Regions from separate parts of the Zea mays genome. Here regions 1 and 2 are each linked to region 3. Evidence: chromatin contacts called from public Hi-C data. All regions are on one chromosome and are shown on one strand. Each heading gives the region's core, a stretch centred on a gene start, on an enhancer-like site or on the middle of the called end of the contact. The rest is flanking DNA. Distances are from core to core; before and after follow the strand shown. Region 1 holds the start of LOC100275459. Region 2 has its middle 34 kb from the start of LOC100275459. Region 3 holds the start of LOC100282538.

Region 1 (3,170 bases), core at 474-2,973, 170 kb before region 3:
CTGCGCGCGCAGCGCGCGCATTTAATGCGCCGCAGGTAGCCGTTGGCGCCGAAATAGCCGTTGCCCCGCTGTTACACCGAACAGTCCGGTGAATTATAGCGGAGCAGCGAAGTGAAATTCCGAGGCAGGCGAGTTCCGGAGGCCGCTCTTCCTTGGAGCACCGGACATGTCCGGTGTACACCGGACAGTCCGGTGAATTATAGCGGAGTCGCCTCTGGAATTTCCCGAAGGTGACGAGTTTGAAGTCGGAGTCCTCTGGTGCACCGGACATGTCCGGTGGCACACCGGACAGTCCGGTGCGCCAGACCAGAGGTGCCTTCGGTTGTCCCTTTGCTCTTTGGTTGAACCCAATATTTTGTTTTTTTATTGGCTAAGTGTGAACCTTTAGCACCTGTATAACTTGTACACTAGAGCAAACTAGTTAGTCCAATTATTTGTGTTGGGCAATTCAACCACCAAAACTAATTAGGGACTAGGTGAAAGCCTAATTCCCTTTCACTCTCCCTCTCCTACGACCCCGCCACCCCTCCCCCGTGTCACCGACGTCCTTTCCCCCTCACTCGCGCCTCCGCCGTCCACCTCTCTTCCCCTACGTGGGATCGTAGCATTAGCACGGACTATATATATATATATATAGAGAGAGAGAGAGAATATCATAATATAGACTTTGACGTATAAATGCTGAGATATAGAGAACGGTTTTGAGAGAAATGAGGTATTGATGAGGAAATCATTTAGAGTAGGGAGTGCGTGTAGCTTTAGACTGGATACAATGTGAGACGATATCGATTGTTGATCTTTGGTTGGTATTGACCACGTTGGTTCCAACACCTGTCAGTGGCTCTACTGACCAGCCAGTCCGATAATGACTGATTTTAGTGACGTAGTGTGTTGATTGGTCACGCGTGTGCCATATCAGCTAGTTGTTTTTTAACTATTCAAGTCTATTTTTTTAAAAATCCTAAAATAATATATATATATATATATTAGGTTTTATTTATAAACTATTTTAATTTTTTATATTTAAGCTATGCAATTTTATTTAAAAGTATGTTTTATTATTATATTTGAGTTATGCAATTTTTAATTATTGTTAGCAATTATGTAATTTTATTAAAATACAAATACATCTGATTACATAATTAAACGAATAAAATTACTCATTTAATTATTTAATCAGATGTATTTGTGTTTCATATTAACTAAAAGTCTATAAGTAATGTAATGATTTGAGGTGATAATAGATTGGTAATAAAGACTATATTATGGAGTGTTGTGATAGTTAAGGACTGAGATCGGTTATGTGGCCGTAGTGGTGTTGGAATCAGCCTTATATCAATCAAATCACGTGCAACGCCGGAAGGCCCAAGCGTGGTAAAGTTGGCTCAGCCGGAAGGCCCAATTGATGAAGACGGATAAGCTCGGCTCAGGTTAGGCCCCGGCATCGCCGTCGACTAGGCTGGCCCTCCGCCGTCTGCCATGACGAGATCCGCGTCCCCGAGCGTGGACGCTCCACGCCTCCGCCTCCCGGACGCCGGCGAGGTGCGTCCGGCGTCCCTGCTGCACACAACCTGACAACCTACTTCTCTCTTCTATCTACCACAAGATCCTTCCGCCGCCTCCCCCTCCTGACAGAGCAGAGGCAGAGCTGAGGCCCGGCCTGGCCGGGCTTCGGCGGCCCAGCCCAAATAACCCGACGGGTCCGCATCCTGAGCTCCGCCTCCACACACCTTGGCACCTCGCCCTCGCCTCCAGCTCCGCACGTCCCGTCGCCCGCTTCCACCTCCACGCGACGCGACGGCTCGCCTTCACCTCCTCGCCGCCAGACGCGCCCGCCGCCACCCAGCGAGCCGGCAGCCGCCCGCTATCCCAGGCTTCGTTTTCTTGTTGGCTCCGCCACTGTGACAGATGGCTGCGGGGGGCGGGCGGTGCTTGCTCGCCTTGGCGCTCGCCGCCGCTTGGATCTCCGGCGCGGTGGTCGCCGCCTCATCGTCGGGTGAGCAGGTACGTAAGGGGTGGATGGGCGCTCCTGGTTCACGCCAATTTTACTCGTGCGCAGTTTTTGTGCGGAAATTATGATCTTTCGTTGATTCGGATTTGCTAGAGCCGGGGCCGTGATGCGCGTTCATGTATAGTGTCTGGAAAGGGCTACGGAAAGCGTTCGTTTTTAGCTCATGCTGAATTTTACCGTACCTGTAAGCTGTAAGTGTCGATCTATCCCAAGTTCGACTTAAATGTATGTGTAATTGTTTGAGTTGGGTGGCCAGGGTAATTAGCTGTATCTCGTTTTGGGAGGCACCCTGCTTCTGATAATATTTCCGTTCAGATATGGTTGATGTTTATGCGGGTAAGTTTTAATTATGGCATTGCGCAGGAAGGCGGAAGCCGCACACCCGTCAAATGCATGCCCTGCTCTAGAACGTACATTGGTGGTGCACATCTGGACACCTTGACGGGCCAGCTTGCTCAGCGTCGTGACATAGTGGAAATGTCTGATTCTGGTGAATTGTGCAAAGGACTTGCTGATGATGTCGAAGTTCCTATGCTTTCAAAACTACGCCGGCAACTGGTTGGTAAAGGTTCTCACCGCCGTTTAGTCTATTCTGTGGATTTTGGTGCCCATGAAGGTGCTATGGTTAATTTCCTTGATCACTACGATGCCCATCTGGTGATATTTGAAAAACTTCCTGATGGAGTGTTTGCCGACCCATTTGAGCTACAGCATTTTGTTGAGCGCAAAGGTGAAATCTGAATCTGAGATAGACTGTAGAACTGCATTGTTATCTGTATTATGCTAATCTTTTTGGTTGAAAAAATCTTGCAGTTTTCGTTGATGTTGCTGTTTTTGGAGACGCCAACCTTGAACTGCCCACAGCTCTATCCAATGGGTCATCTGTTGAGATCCATTTTGATCTCAGGCGAATCATTTCAATCAACTGTAACCTTGTAATAGAGATGCCTCTCCATGCTAGATACCCGGTAAGTTTCTGTAGAATACCTGTGCAAAAAAAAGGTTCATTGAATTGTTTAGTTCCTGCTATCTACAATTGAACTTGAACATTACTTGTTTTTGCCTTGTAGCCTACTAGCTTAGGATACACTTCTATACTGAAATTCAGTCTGCAAATAGAACATTCAGATTTCCCTACAAATTGATTTGCATGAATCTT
Region 2 (2,768 bases), core at 126-2,625, 140 kb before region 3:
TGAGCTGCTCATGACCGTGAGCTCGGCTAGTATACCAGTTTTACACTCTGCAGAGGTTGTACCCTTTACCCACAGGTCGTGTTTCCCATGTCGCCAGGGTTAGCTAGGCCCATAAACACTACCAAGGTGAATGGCTAGAGATCCACTACGAGGCCTTTACAAAGTTCCACTAGCTTCCGAAAACCCGATACATTTTATGGGAAGAGCACTTGCAAGAATCCCTCGTCTGACTGCCATCGCAGCAAAATCAACCCGAAAACCTCCTTGCATGCAACTCCCCTACTGCCCTTGCCCCTTTCGGGTAAGGTAGTCTTCCACTAGCTTTCCTAATTAGTTAGCCAAGGGGTCCCATTCCTCCCTTGTGGTGGCACGTGTTTCTCAAGTTAAGCTCTATATTCCAATTAACAATAATATAATGATCTTGTCATGAACATAAATAAATAACATAATAACTGGAACATGGATATAATAAATGATTATCCGAAAACCATATAAAGCAATAGCAAACTACCCAAGTGATTCAGGGGTAAACAAGGTAAATGAGATAAACAATCTAGGGTGACCTATCGGGTCCCATCAAAATTAAACCTATGCATGGTAAATGATTATAAAGAACATTATTGTGTAACAAAAGTGGATCAAGGGCACAACTTGCCTGGCACTTGAGAATCCAGGTGACAGGATGAACTTCAGGTGATTCGTAGCTGCACTGCTAGTCGCAAAAATACAAACAAACATGGTATAGACAAAATTAACATCACACCAAACATAGGTACAAATTGAATAATAACAATCTACGCGAAGCTACAAGATCGCGGGATTGAGAACTACTAAGATCGGAGTTACGGATTGTAAGTTATGAATTTCCGAAGGTTTTATGTGTTTGATATGAAATTATTTGGGAGATCAATTTTATTATTGTTTTCATGTCAAAACAGAGACATTAATTGATAAACAATAATCTTACAAAATTATAGGAACTGAAATGGGTCAATTTGGACTTAGTATGAATTTTCTAGGGATTAAACAACTTTCTGCAATTAATCTTATACTGAAAATCCTTTTTCTAAATGAATTTCTTGGTTTTATTAAATGTATGTACTACGCACGAAATAAACAGAAACCCGGGGGGCTCTGCACAAAACAATCCAAGACACAGAGTCCTACCAGAGAGGACTGCGGGTTTATTGAAGTAAACTTGAGGGGCTCTTTTAAAAGACTGCCAGCCGAAGGGGTATTGGACGATCTGAGCCACCCGATCAGAATCAAGGGCCATGATTAGATTCTAAAGGTTGCGAACAGGTATCCGATGCGGACCATCCGATGTAGCCTCTACGGTCACGATTTAAAATAACTGAGCTTCGATCCCAACCGTCCCAAACAAATTAGACGGCCCGGATAAAGCAATTGAACATGTACGGGTTTGATTTAATCCCTACCGTCCAAACTCGGATTGATGGCCCTGAAGATCGTCTTCTTCCTACAACACGTCACGGGAGCGAGACACCGTCTTCTTCCCTGACGCGACACCAGGCGCACAACCAATGGTGTGCCTGACCGCGAGCCTCCCCCTAGTTATCGAATGGCGCCAGCTCCTACGTCAGAGGGGTAGAGGCGAGGGAGATCATGGAGGCGTACCGATTCGACGCGGACGACCGGCCACGTGTCGCGGCAGCATTGCGGTCTTCAACGCACGGCGGAGAGCTCCAGAATCCAGCGCACAAATGCCCTATTCTCGAGACTAACTGGTGATACACGAAGAGCCGACCACTACAAACGCTGTTGAGGGATAGTTACCGGCGATCGGGTAGAGCAGTGGGCCGGCGAAGGCGGTGGCAGAGAAATTTGGTGAGCTCAGCCCGACGCATCAATCGATCCCCAGATCACCAGGTTGTCAGCCCCACAAGGCAAGGACACAATTCGTCATCGGAGCTACGTAGAAGCTCCCACGACTGAGCCAAACGCAGCGGCACCCGATCCTCTCTCTCTATCTCTCTCATGCGACGAGGCTCTCTGCTCCTCGAGGTAACCGCGCGCTATGGCTCCATGGTAGTTCGGCAAAGGGGTGGCACCGCCAAGCTTTATAGGAGGGCAGGAGAGTCTAGATCCGAAAGAAAGGGGGCGCTCCGGTGACTACGGCTGGGTTTGTTGCGTCGATTCGGTCGTAGCGAAAACGAGGACTCTAGCAGGGCGGTCCCACACGATAGCGTGCAGGTCCACGAATTGTGCGGGTCCGAGTCCACGGTTCACGGTGGTGGGTAAGCGTTCGGTTGGGCGAGCGAGATCGACGCAGGCGATTTCGGGATCCCCGACGCTTGATACAGGGAGCGCCCCAGGTAGAAGAAGATTACCCGACAGTATGGGCCCACCCGACAGTGAGCGGATGATGAGGTGAGCGTGCATGAAAGGGACGAGCGAATAGGCTGCGGACCCAAGCGCGAGGAAGAGGCTGACCACTGGGGTCCACCCAGCCAGTGACAACACGGCGCGAGAGAGGAGTCCTGGTGACCAGGGCCCATCAAACAGTGACAGGAGGCGATGGAGATACTGGGCACGCGATTTGGGTCACCCAGGCGTGAGTTGGGCTGAAAGAGGGGAATTCGGCCCATGCGGCTGAGAGAGGGTCTCTCTCCTTATTAATTTTTTTCTTTTCTTTTATATTTTGCATTTCTTTCATCGTTTGAAAGATTTACTATTTGAATTTGAATTTGTTAGTGAGTTTGGGATCAAGTTCTCAAATAAAAGTATTAGCCTGAAATTATATATAT
Region 3 (2,997 bases), core at 491-2,990:
TTACGAAAATATGTACATTGTTGTTGGCACTAATATTTTGTACTAACTTATATAGCAAACAACATAAAAAATCATTTATTTGGATCTAGACAATAAAAATGGCTAGATCGTAAGAAGGCCATGTATCCTACCTTCGTTCTCGTAAATAGTAGAGGAGTAAAGCATGCCAGAGCAGAACATGGTGTAAACAGGCTTCGATGGCGAGGTCATCACGATGCTGGTTTTAGGTTCGGACGAGTGTACGACATCGATAGCACGACGAGATTGAGCATGGACGTCGATAAACTTGTTGCTGGGCACTAGCAGGCGCACGAGCGACATCATGGGGCGAGCAGTTGCAACGGCGTCAAGCAACGATGAGCTAGGTGACGAGATCTGAAAGCGATGAAGAATGACTTAGCTTGGCGAGAAGATGATGCGGCGGCGTGTAGCGTGCCTGGATAGAACGGAGAGCAGGCAGGGATTGAAGATAATCTGACGTATGAGCCTGAAAAACTTGGTGCTCACTATAGGGCAAATGTTCATTCTCACTTTTTCCCTCTAGAGAGTCGATTGACAATTCAAATTCTTTATCTCGCTATACGGCGAAAGTCCATTTTTTTTGGCATGAAATCATCCCATTTCGCTAATAAAAAAGGCTTGAGGACCAAAATCCCGGGATTCTATACTTGAAAGAGAAGAGAAGTGGGTCCACGCACAGAGTGAAATGAGGAGGGGAATAAAGAATAGGCTAGATCGGCGAGGTGAGCGGTCGTTCATTTTTTATTTTCTTTCCTTAGTTTTTTATACTAAAAAATTATAAATATCCAAAAATATTATTAACATAAACAAAATACATGTTTTTTTAGAAAACATTATTGAATGGAAATTCTATTATTTTAAATAAAAGATCTTAAGACAAGGGTAATAAAATTAAAATGGGATTCTCGCAAACACTTATAAACAAAACTAGTAAAATATTGAAATGTATATTTTAACAACTCATTATTATTTTAAAATGAGATTTTCTCACCAAATTAAATCCAAAAAAATTGGATACATCAAATAAAATTTAAGCCTTGGCATGAGTACATCAAACACTTGATAAAATTTTATTTATTCAAGAACTTATTCTATTTTATATTGCCATTTTCATTATTTAAAAGTAAAATATTTTCCATTATGCTAGAGATTAATAAATTAACTGGATTGCTTTTATATGAAGAATTTAGGGTGTTACATCGTTCCTCGCGAGGATCCGTTAAACCTGTATGTGATGATGTTTGATAGTTAATGATAAAAATAAATAATTACTTTGTCAATAGATCACTCATTATACAATTGTGTTCATTTTGATATACACATAATAATTTCTTACATTTAACCATATGTATAAGTGAATTTTTTTTAATTAATAACAAAAGATGAATATCATAATTATAATTTAAACAGGATAGAAATCCGCTTTGGGGATTTAAAATAAAGATGGGAAAAAATGTTCTTCACAAGTATTCGTGTAGATTACCTGCTGGAATTGTTTTTTGTCATAGAGACACCTACGAGGAGCTATTCTCAGATGGTAAGTTCCCAGATGCCAAGCTGTGAGGCTGGTTTTAGGGTTATATTTATCGCGACAGCCACATCGTTGTCATTTTAAATTTTCTCAAATATGTGGGCCCCAGACTCCTCCCGTGCGACGACTGGGCCCACCCCAATGATGAGCCCGAAACGGCAACGCCGAGAGCTCCGGGAGAGAAGAGAACACGCGCGGCACGGGCGCACCGCGCACCCCGACCCCGCACACCGACGACGAAGAGAGGAGAGGAGGCGGAGCTCGAGCCCAACCGCGCAACTCACTTCCCCGTCGCGATTTGCATTGCCCTCCTCTTGGCCCCCGATCTCGCCGTGCCCTACCCCCAGCCTCGCTCCGCCGCCACCAGAGAGATAGCGCCCCCCATTCCCACAATCTAATCCTTCCGTCCCTCGAGGTAAACATCCGCCCACGGCCCACTCGCCCGCCCAACCCGGTTCTCCCTCCACCCTCCAGCAACCTCGCGCCTCAGCGACCCGCCGACCCCATCGCTTGGCTTCGCTTTGGGACTGGGGGTTAGTTGATTGGTCGGTTGATTGATCGATCTAGTGCTCGATCCTCGCAGGAGCCGAGCCCTCCGCGCGGCCGTGGGATGGGGCGGTGACAACACCGGTGAGTGGCGTGGGGCAGGGAGCCGGTGGCGAGGGCATATCATGGTGCAGTGCCTGGACGGGGTGAGGCAGCTGCTCGCGGTCCTGCTCAAGTGCTGCGACGTCGAGCTCAAGCAGCCGCCCGGGCTCGAGGACCCTCAGGTTCTCGCGAGGGAGACCGTCTGTAAGCATGATCTGCTTCCTCTCCCTGGTCGCTGCTTCATTTCGCACGCACGGGGAATGAATTGAATTGACGCCTGCGCCTTGTTCGGTCTGGGTGGCTGAGTGGGCTTTGCCTGTGCTTGTTGTTCCTGCAGTCAGCGTGAGCGAGGTCGAGGCTCTGTACGAGCTGTTCAAGAAGATAAGCAGTGCTGTCATCGATGATGGGCTGATTAACAAGGTCAGTGATGGGTGATTGGTCCACTGTTTAGTTCTTATGTAATCTCTTATTGTTGTGTATGGTATGTGCATTTGTGGGTGATGGTCAATGCCTGAGATATATTAGCTGTTCTTGCTTGTCACCTCTTTGCAGGAGGAGTTTCAGTTGGCACTATTTAAGACCAGCAAGAAGGAGAGCCTGTTCGCAGACCGCGTGAGTCCCTGTTTGTTGTGCATTGTTGATTGCTGTGGGATATTGTATCTGGCACGTTTTAAAGTTCCATTTTTGGGAATTTTGCAAATCGATGAGAATCAGGATTGCTCGATAGTTAATACTGCACAGGCGATGAAAGCTATCAAAAACTTAAGGGTGGGAGGTCAGCAGATAGTTGACTCCTGTACTCTTTCTGATTGCATTGGACTTTTTTTTCTGGGCCTATCAGGGTCCTATTCATATAT

The links. Hi-C and Micro-C count contacts between places; a contact is called where the count stands out from the background.
Region 1: a Hi-C map of bundle sheath shows a contact between it and region 3, with 2.5 times the contacts expected there. The contact joins the promoter of LOC100275459 here to the promoter of LOC100282538 in region 3. A contact is called at or near these places in 3 of 25 Hi-C or Micro-C datasets (bundle sheath, ear and tassel).
Region 2: a Hi-C map of tassel shows a contact between it and region 3, with 2.1 times the contacts expected there. The contact joins the enhancer-like site here to the promoter of LOC100282538 in region 3. A contact is called at or near these places in 4 of 25 Hi-C or Micro-C datasets (bundle sheath, ear, endosperm and 1 more).

The regions. Positions count from the first base shown.
Region 1 is chr1:170,951,659-170,954,828 of Zm-B73-REFERENCE-NAM-5.0, forward strand. LOC100275459 reads left to right here and starts at 1,724. Exons shown (of 4, transcript NM_001149526.1): 1 at 1,724-2,004; 2 at 2,375-2,741; 3 at 2,825-2,979. The coding sequence starts at 1,909.
Region 2 is chr1:170,986,231-170,988,998 of Zm-B73-REFERENCE-NAM-5.0, forward strand. No RefSeq gene overlaps it. Among protein-coding and RNA genes, the nearest start is that of LOC100275459, 34 kb to the left of the region's middle. Within about 2 kb of position 1,376, at least 19 of the 20 cell types and tissues checked have an H3K27ac peak or open chromatin away from gene starts, as enhancers often do. A contact at or near this core is called in bundle sheath, ear, endosperm and 1 more, where this site is marked.
Region 3 is chr1:171,125,021-171,128,017 of Zm-B73-REFERENCE-NAM-5.0, forward strand. It overlaps LOC100282538, which reads left to right and starts at 1,741. Exons shown (of 9, transcript NM_001155446.2): 1 at 1,741-1,967; 2 at 2,136-2,344; 3 at 2,478-2,560; 4 at 2,693-2,752. The coding sequence starts at 2,224.